Regions from separate parts of the Oryctolagus cuniculus genome. Here region 1 is linked to region 2. Evidence: chromatin contacts called from public Hi-C data. All regions are on one chromosome and are shown on one strand. Each heading gives the region's core, a stretch centred on a gene start, on an enhancer-like site or on the middle of the called end of the contact. The rest is flanking DNA. Distances are from core to core; before and after follow the strand shown.

The links. Hi-C and Micro-C count contacts between places; a contact is called where the count stands out from the background.
Region 1: a contact with region 2 is called in a Hi-C map of an unstated tissue, with 4 times the contacts expected there. The contact joins two enhancer-like sites. A contact is called at or near these places in 2 of 6 Hi-C or Micro-C datasets (ear pinna and an unstated tissue).

Annotation. Positions count from the first base shown.
Region 1 is chr10:16,987,681-16,992,309 of mOryCun1.1, reverse strand. CDH20 (cadherin 20) reads left to right here. Exons shown (of 13, transcript XM_051851166.2): 11 at 1,651-1,768. All of the region lies in intron 3 of LOC103349393 (a long non-coding RNA gene), which reads right to left. Among named protein-coding and RNA genes, the nearest start is that of CDH20, 230 kb to the left of the region's middle. Within about 2 kb of position 3,284, at least 1 of the 8 cell types and tissues checked has an H3K27ac peak or open chromatin away from gene starts, as enhancers often do.
Region 2 is chr10:16,647,462-16,652,398 of mOryCun1.1, reverse strand. The region is part of intron 7 of RNF152 (ring finger protein 152); the gene reads right to left. Among named protein-coding and RNA genes, the nearest start is that of RNF152, 21 kb to the right of the region's middle. Within about 2 kb of position 3,033, at least 1 of the 8 cell types and tissues checked has an H3K27ac peak or open chromatin away from gene starts, as enhancers often do.

The sequences.
Region 1 (4,629 bases), core at 2,035-4,534, 340 kb before region 2:
AACTACGTCACCTCGTAGGCTTCCTACTCCTGGCTTCGACTCTGACTGTGGGCGTGCACTACACCCCACCCTGAGGATGCTTGCATGCTACACCTTTTCTAGGTCCCCTTAATGCCATCAAAAACTGACTGCCCCTTGACCCAGTCCCCACACCTGACTTCCATTAACCTGACATAGCCATTGCTGATGTGTCTTCTTAGATAGTAATCATTCTTAAATAGGTGCTTCTCAAGGGAAGAATTTTTTTTTAACTTTTATTTAACAAATATAAATTTCTAAAGTACAGCTTTTAGATTACAGTGGCTTCCCCCCACCCCAATAACTTCCCTCCCACCTGCAACCCTCCCATCTCCCGCTCCCTCTCCCATTCCATTCACATCAAGATTCATTTTCAATTCTCTTTATATACAGAAGATCAATTAGTATATATTAAGTAAAGATTTCAACAGTTTGCACCCACACAGAAACAAAGTGTAAAGTACTGTTTGAATACTAGTTATAGCATTAATTCACATTGTACAACACATTAAGGACAGAGATCCTACATGAGCAGTAAGTGCACAGTGACTCCCTGTTGTTGACTTAACAAATTGACACTCTTGTTTATGGCATCAGAAATCACCCTAGGCTCTTGTCATGACTTTCCAAGGCTATGGAAGCCTTTTGAGTTCACCAACTCCGATCTTATTCAGACAAGGTCATAGTCAGAGTGGAAGTTCTTTCCTCCCTTCAGAGAAAGGTACCTCCTTCTTTGATGGCCCTCTTCTTTCTACTTGATCTCACTAGCAGAGATCTTTCATTTAGGTGGGTTTTGTTTTGTTTTGTTTTGGTTTGTTTTTTTGCCAGAGTGTCTTGGCTTTCCATGCCTAAAATACTCTCATGGGCTCTTCAGCAAGATCCAAATGCCTTAAGGGCTGATTCTGAGGCCAGAGTGCTGTTTAGGATATCTGCCATTCTATGAGTCTGCTGTGTATCCCACTTCCCATGTTGGATCGTTCTCTCCTTTTTAATTCTATCAGTTAGTATTAGCAGACACTAGTCTTGTTTATGTGATCCCTTTGACTCTTAGACCTATCATTATGATTAATTGTGAACTGAAATTGATCACTTGGACTAGTGAGATGGCATTGGTACGTGCTACCTTGATGGAGTTGAATTGGAATCCCCTGGCATGTTTCTAACTCTACCATTTGGGGCAAGACAGATTGAGCATGTCCCAAATTGTACATCTCCTCCAAGGAAAGAAATTTACCCTGAAATATTTGCCCAATGATGAGGTTAGGAAGATGGGAGAAGATGGGATGGAAGTAGGAAAATTAGGGACAAGCTGGACCATGTAGAACCACAGAGTCCTTTAATTCAGTCTCATATTTATATTGCCTGAACATGGCTGGCAGCAGGGTAGAAATACAAGTTATACTGGTATCTAAAATCTGAGATATTTAGGTAATATCTGTCCTATGGCCATAACATGCTCAGACCTGACAATAAAACCAAATTAAATCCTGAGTTGTGGGATGGCATGGAGAAGTTCCAGGTAAGTTTCACGATGACATTCTCTTTAGGTAAAACCTCCTGTCATGAGATTTCCCTGGGTTCTGATGCTTTGTCGCGTACTGCAGCTCACCCGATTTCATGTCCCTTTCTCAGTTAATCCAGACAGTGAGTGCAGTGGACCAAGATGACCCGCATAATGGTCAGCATTTCTACTACAGCTTGGCTCCTGAGGCTGCCAACAACCCCAACTTCACCGTAAGGGATAACCAAGGTAATCAGCTGGATAACTGGCTATCCTTACTTTTCTATAGCTTGGGCTGGATATTTTTGGTTACTGTACCATGCAAACAGTGTCAAAGTTCTCCTGCTCTTCAACCGCAAGAAAGACAATGCTAATTCCTAGTTTTGTTTCAGGATATCAAAGACAAACAGTGCCCTCTGCTGACTGTAAAACTTTTCATTCAGTCAGTTGACAAATGATGATTGATGCTTGTCCTGTGCCAGACCCTCTTCCCAGGCACAGAAGCAAAACTTCTGCCTTCAATTCCATAGCAGCCGTGTTTATATGTTCTGAAATAATGGGAAGAATCTGCAAGAAATGACTGAAATGACCTAGATAAATAGAAAAACCTGAAGGAACATTTCTAAATGAGGATCAAAAGGAAAAACAGTAGAAAGCTCACAGAACAGAAGGGAAACAACGACTAAGTACTAGAGACAGCAAAGGGTAAATCTAGAACAAACAACAGCTTCAGCACAGCAACTACTGTACTATTTAAGAATAATTTAGATAGACGCTCAGGTGGGGTGCCTACTGAAGAAAGTGCTCCCAACTACAGCTTTACCAGAATGGCATTCTAGACCCTACTTTTCCACCAAGCGTTCGAATCAGTTAAGGGTTTATAGCCCGGCACACACTCTTCACTGGGCACAGACTTTAAAAGGAGGGACTTTTGTTCTCTAGCCAGATGAAGTGCTTCTAAGAAAGGTCAATGCGATTAAAAATATTTTAAATCTATTCAATGAACCTCTTCTGTTGTTAACTCTGTGACCAACTAGACATCTGGTCTTGGGAAGGTTATCACTTCTCTGGGCTACAATAGCCTCATTTTTTACTCCAATTCCAAAATATTGTCACTTTGTAACAATCTAAGTAAAGGATAATGAAAATCATGATTAGGCTTGGCTGGTCTTAGTCTTAGGCATCAGCTAATTTAATTTGAGGGTATTAACTCAATGCCATGGGATATTCTTTTGCTATAAATTAAGAGTGTCAAACCTGTTTTCTTCTTAATGAACAGCATTCTTATAAAATGTCCTTTCAACCTTCTACATGTTATCATAAAAATCCGTATGTTCATTCTGGAAAAAGGGCAACATGAATTATAATAATATGAATTATTATAAATATCTTGAGATTTCTATTGGGCCAAAATTTTTAAGTTGCTATCTTCTTCATAGGGATACTCTTCCCACAAAAAGTGGTTTGTCTTATCAGGATTGGTTTTACAAAGGACACCCTATGGTGGGGAAGGAGAACTACACATTATATTTTGTTTCTTCACATTTTCAGCAGAGTGTCACTCTATTCCTGCACCCTGTCATTTGTTAGAATCAATACAGAAACAGTATGCAGTGAAATGCTGCAAATTTCTTAAAGATGACTTTGGGCACCAATTCTTGAAACCAATACTTTGAAAAGCTGGGCCACTAGAACAGGGTGACTATAAAAATGACTCATCTCTTGGATGGTTCCCAAAACACAAGTCAGCACATCCTCAACAGAAAGCAGGAACTCCTAATCTCATGACAATTTATCCCACTTGTATCCTTTACTGAGGCTTATTAAAAATCTGGCTGACATCTGACATCTAATCTACATCAAGCACCTCCCACTCCTGTGCCTGAAATAGGGTATCCTTTTATGAACACATTGGGCACTATCTCAAGTCAAGTCTTTTGTACTTTTTAGTCCCAACAGATGAAAAGGATTATGTATATGTAGTACTTTACAGTTTCAAAAGCACTTTCCCATACTCTGTTTTATCTGATATTTATTTTGTTTCAAGAACATTACTAATCTGATTCTCAATGTCCCATGTAATGGATGCAAAAACTAAGTAAATGGCCCAAGATCAGCAAGTGAATAAGCAGTAAGACTGGGGCTATAAATTGAGTTTTGTTATAGCCACACACACACACACACACACACACAGTCATCTCAGAAACAAATGCTAGGGCCAGTGCTGTGGTGGAGCATGTGATCAATACTATATCAAAACACTGGTTCAAGTCTCAGCTACTCCACTTCTGATCCAGCTCCCTGCTGATGTGCCTGGGAAAGCAGGGGCAGATGATGGCCCAAGTGCTTGGGTCCCTGCACCCACATGGGAGACCTGGATGAAGTTCCAGGCACCTGAGTGAACCCGCAAAAGGAGATTCTCTTCCTCTCCCTTTGCCTCTTCCTCTCCCTCTCTCTTCTCTTCCCCTCCCCCTCCCTTTCAAATAAATAAATCTTTAAAAAACAAACAAAAAAGAAACAAATGTTGTTTCCAAATGGGTTACTAAAGTGCTAATTATCCCATTCAACAAAAATTTCCCAAATGGCTATTTGTGAACCCCTTTCAGAACTGGACTCAACAAAGGAATGTTGTGGGTTTTTTACTTTTTAATTTCAAATAATTCTTAGGTCAAGAAATATATACCAGGGCCGGTGCTGTGGTGCAGCGAAATAAAGGCCCAGCTTCCAGCACCAGCATCCCATATGGGTGCCGGTTAAAGTCCTGGCTGCTCCACTTCCAATCCATTGCTCCACTTCCAATTCCTGCTAATACGCCTGGAAAAGCAGCAGAGGATGGCCCACGTACTTGGGCCTCTGCACCCATGTAGGAGACCTGGAAGAAGCTCCTGGCTCCTGGTTTTGGGATCAGTTCAGCTCCAGCAGTTGCAGCCACCTGGGGAGTGAATCAGGGGATGGAAGACCTCTCTCTCTGTATCTACCTCTCTAATTCTGTCTTTCAAATAAATAAAATAAATCTTAGAAAAAAGAAATATATACCATGTAACAGACATAATACTTTTAGGACATTCTGCTTTGGTTTTACTAAAAGTCTTCTGACCTAGCTGGGATTA
Region 2 (4,937 bases), core at 1,784-4,283:
AGACACTGCTGGTGGTTCCAGTTCTCTTGCCTGTTGTTGGTTCAGGGATAAGGATGTGACTCCGTTCTGGACCATGGAAGGAAGTTGACTGGAAAGCTTCTAGAAAAGCTTTCTTAACCATCAAAAATAAATGCACAAAGTGGCAGCTCCCTTTTTGCTGCTGAGTGGTACCTAATCTGTATATGATGGCAAGCTGGCAGCAACCATTTTGACACACTGAGGAGCAGGCTCTCTAAAATTGGGAGAGAGGAATTGTAAAGGCAGCAGGGCTGTTGACATCATTATACTTGAGCTAAGCATCTCTGCAAATGCCCTCCCTCTGTATTTCCCATTTCATGTGACAACTCCTGTTCTTCTTTAAGCCATATTGTGTTGCTTTCTGCTCTGTGCACTTGAAATCATCTCAGTATGAAAGTTCTGCAAATGTGCTCTGGTTTACCACAGTGAGAGTAGCTTTTATCTCTTTTTAAAGACTTATTTTATATATTTGAAAGACAGAATTAGAGAGAGAGGTAGAGACAGAGAGAGAGGTCTTCCATCCGCTGGTTCACCCCCCAGATGGCCACAATGGCCAGAGCTGAGCCGATCCAAAGTCAGGAGCCAGGAGCTTCCTCTGGGTCTCCCACGAGGGTTCAGGGACCCAAGGACTTGGGCCATCCTCTACTGCCTTCCCAGGCCATAGCAGAGAGATAGGTCAGAAGAGGAGCAGCTGGGACTACAACCAGTGCTTCAGGCCAGGGCCTTAACCCACTGTGCCACAGCACCGGCCCCTAGAGTAGCTTTTAGATATAGCAACTAATCACCTAAATTCACTATTGGGCAGAATTTCAAAGGCCAGAGAGAAACAGCTTCTTTTTGTTTTGTTTTAAGTAATTATAGGGGCCGGTGTTGTGGTGCAGTGGGTTAAGCCACTGCCTGCAAAGCAGGCCTCCCATATGAGCACCGGGTCAACTCCTGGCTGCTCCACTTCCAATCCAGCTCCTTATTAACGCACCTGAGGAATCAATGGAAGATAGTCCAAGTACTTGGGCCCCTGCCACCCATGTGGGAGACCTGAATGAAGCTCCTGGTTTCAGAATAGCCCAGTCTCAGCTGTTGAGGCCATCTGGTGAGTGAACCAGTAGAAAGACGATCTCTCGCCCTCTCTCTGTAACTCTGCCTGTCAAACAATAAATAAATCCTTCTTTTAATTAAGTAAGAAAAATGCGAAATCCACCATTTAAAGCATGTCTGAGGACACTGTGCAATGGCATTAAGCATATTCCTCTTTCTGCATAACCATTGCAGCCTTCATGTCCAGAATTTTATTATCCTACACTGAAACTGTGCCAGCTGCACAATGTCTCCCCATTCTGTCTCCGCAGCTCCTAGCAACCAACTGGACTTCTCTCTGTACCTCATTTGAGTAGAATCATACAATATTTCTCATTTTGTATCTGGCTCACCTCACTTAGTCTAATGCCTGCAAGATCCATCCATGTTGAAGCATACAAAATAATTCCCTTCCTTTTAGGACTGAATGATATTCCATTGTGTATGTACACCACATTTTGTTTATCCATTCATCCATTGATGGACATTTAGCTTGTTTCCACCTTTTGCCTACTGTGAATAAGGCTGCTTTGAACATAGATGTAGAGTATCTGTTCAAATTCCTGCTTTCGATTCTTTTGGGTGTACCCCCAGAAGTGGGAATTCTACTTTTAAATCTTTGAGGACCTGGCGTACTGCTTTCTACAGCAGTGAGACCATTTTGCATTCCTACCAAGAGTGCACAAGCCCTCCTGTTCTCCACATGCTGGCAAACACTGGTTGTTTTCTGGTTTCTTAAAATAAAAATCACCCAAATGGATGTGCAGTGGCGTCTCATTGTATTTTTGATTTGCATTTCACTATTGATTGATGATATTGAACATCTTTTCATATATTTTGGTCATTTATATATCTTCTTTGGAGAAATGTTCCTTCGAGTCCCTTGCCCATTTTTGAATTGAGTTGTTTGATTTAAGTTGTTGAGTTTTTGTCAATCTTCATATATTCTGAATTTTCATCTCTCATCAGATTTGCAAGTATTTTCTCCTGTCCTATGGGGTGCCCATGAAGTCAGCCCTGCCAACTACTGTAGTCTTCAGAAGCCTGGGACACCAGTCAGTGATGATGTTATGTTCATTCATCTCTTAAAGTTTTTCAAGAACCATTTAAGGACCAATGTGCATTGTGCACACCTTTGCATTAGAAAATCCAGAGAGAGAGATGGGAAAAGTACAGACAATATCAGGAGTTAGATTCAACTAAAACTAATCATTTCTGTGAGCTTCCAAGCTGTCAGCCTCTTGGTTCTTGCACCTCTAATTCACCCCCCCCCACACACACACACAGTTCTAGCATGCTGTAGTTGTCTGGTAGGAACTCAGATGTTTGCTGGCTAGCTGGCTGGTGGTTGGATGCATGTGGGTCATATTTAGGAAAGAGAGGATAGATTGGACAAGTAGCTCAGGTTTTGATTTGCGAATAATGGCCTTAGTTTGGGGGTAGTGGACTTAATTTGGGAGAAATGAAAAACAGGAATGTTTCTGAGCCAAAGGGTTCTTCCGAAAAGCGGATGCAGGATAAACTGGTGAGCAGAGAAGTCAGAAGTGAGGAGTGCAAGGAGAAAGCCGTTGCTCTGGTCCCCGGAAAGGGGATTAGGACTAGAGTTAGAATGGTGGCCTTACTGTAGCAGAGTGCGACCAGTTCCGCAATAGCACCTACTTCTTTATGTTTATCATGCCTTTTCAATTGTTCCTGCTTGGAAAGTCTCACACTTTATAGAATTGCAAATTGATTCGCAGAAAGTGTGAATGGTTCCCCAGGCGGGAGTAATTAAAGAGCCTGGCTAGCCAGGTCAGCACAAGCAAAGCTTTCCCTCCTCACCCTGAAGACATGTGTGTGCTGCTGGATGAACTTTCAAACAATGAGGTGTCCAGGCTCCACCCCAGATAGTCTGATTTAATTGGTCATGGGCGAGGCTCAGGCAAGGGAGTTTTTCAAAGCTCCCTGGGAATTCTAATTTGCAACCTGGTTGGGCACTTCTGGACTGCAGCATGGCCTGGCCATAAGGCAGGGCCTGAAGACAAGAGACAAAGGGGAGGCAGAGTTGATGAGACTTGACAAGGAGTTGCAGAGAGATGCCAAAGTGATGACAAGTGTTTAGCCCGAGGGACTAACCTTCTCTCCAAGCTCATCTCACCAGGCCAGAACGGATGCACACCCACCTAGGAACAGACGCATTCAGGGTTGGAAGAAAAGGAAAGTTTCCGGGCCAGCGCTGTGGCGTAAGCGGCTCAGCCTCCGCCTGCAGCACCAGCATCCCCTATCATGGCTGGTTCGTGTCCCGGCTGCTCCTCTTCTGATCCAGCTCTCCTCTGTGGCCTGGGAAAGCAGTGGAAGAAGGGCCAAAGTGCTTTGGCCTCTGCACCTGCATGGGAGGGAGCCTGGAAGAAGCTCCCAGCTCCTGGCTTTGGATTGGCTCAGCTCCAGCTGTTGCATCCATTTGGGAAGTGAACCAATGGATGGAAGACCTTTCTGTCTGTCTCTTTCTCTCTGTCTGTAACTCTACCTCTCAAATAAATAAATAAATCTTAAAAAAAAAAAAAAAAGGAAAGTTGCTGCTTTAACCCACAGACGCCAAGCAGTGTGCATATGTGGACGAGGAACATGTATTCTTGGTTGGAGGTCAGGGAATGGCTAACTCTAAAGATTGCCATATGGACAATGCTTCCTCTGCATTGTTCCAGCAACTTCCTAAATTGTGTCCTTGGAAACAGTCCATGAGATTGTTTATACCTCTTGGATTCCCACAACCATACCCAGATTAGTGACCCATAGGAAAACCAGTGAGGTGGTGAGTGGGTAGCAGGCCTGCCCTTGAGATTGAAGGCAGGATGGGTGGAGGGAAGGATGAGTACAGGAGGCGAAGTACTGGAGGTGCTGGTGGCGTGTCTAGGGAGAGAAGATCCACAGCAATCGGAGATGTGAGAGTGGATCACTGGAGTTGGGTCTGCCTTGGATCTTAAACGATCCAGTAGAAATTGCTTCAAATCCTGGATGTCGATGAATTCACCAAGGAGTTTAATAAAAGAAGTGCGGCGGTCCAGGGAGCAGAAGCTAAGGAAAGCCGTCCTTAGGGGGTTGGGCGAGAAACAGGAAGCACACAGGCACCTGACTTCCGAGTGCCACCCACCTTTCCTTTCTCATCTGCCCCTGGCTTCTCACTTCCAGAGACTGGTTCTACGTCCCTGAATGAGGCCTTGACTTTTCCATCCCCTCACTCCTCTTCCTGAAAGAGTCCTCTTCTCCCTGCGTCCTCTGAATGAGCCCTGTCCAGTGTCCCCTGTGCCTCCACCTGTTCCGCCTGCCCATGCGTAGTGGCCTCCTTCCTGTAACCCTCTTTGCACTTCTTTGTAAAGCCTTCAGGCTTTGTGCTTTCTATTGCTGTGCAACAAATTCCCCTTGCATTTATCAGATGAGGGGCAACCAACATTTGTCTCTCACAGTTCCAGACGGGGAGGAATCCAGGAGTGGCTCGGCTTGGTGATTCTGGTCAGAGCCTCTGCTGAGGTTGACAGAGGTGAGGGGAAGCATGGTGGTCTGAGGACTCCACTGGGAGCCCATGCTCTGTTTTCAAGTTCACTCCCTGGCAGGATGTCTGTCCCTCAGTGGCTCTGAGCAGGAGACTGTCCGTTCCTAGCTCCTCCCCAGGGCTGCTTACATCCTTGGAATGTGGCAGCTGCATTCTCTCACAACATGTGACTGAGAGATAGTGAGACAGACAGACAGACAGTCAGACAACAGCAGAAAGCTATGTGCCTTTGAAGTCCCAGACTCCAGACTTGTATCTCATTATTTCCTCTTTGCTCTGTTTGTTAAAAGTGTGTCACTACGAGTAGCATAGTGGA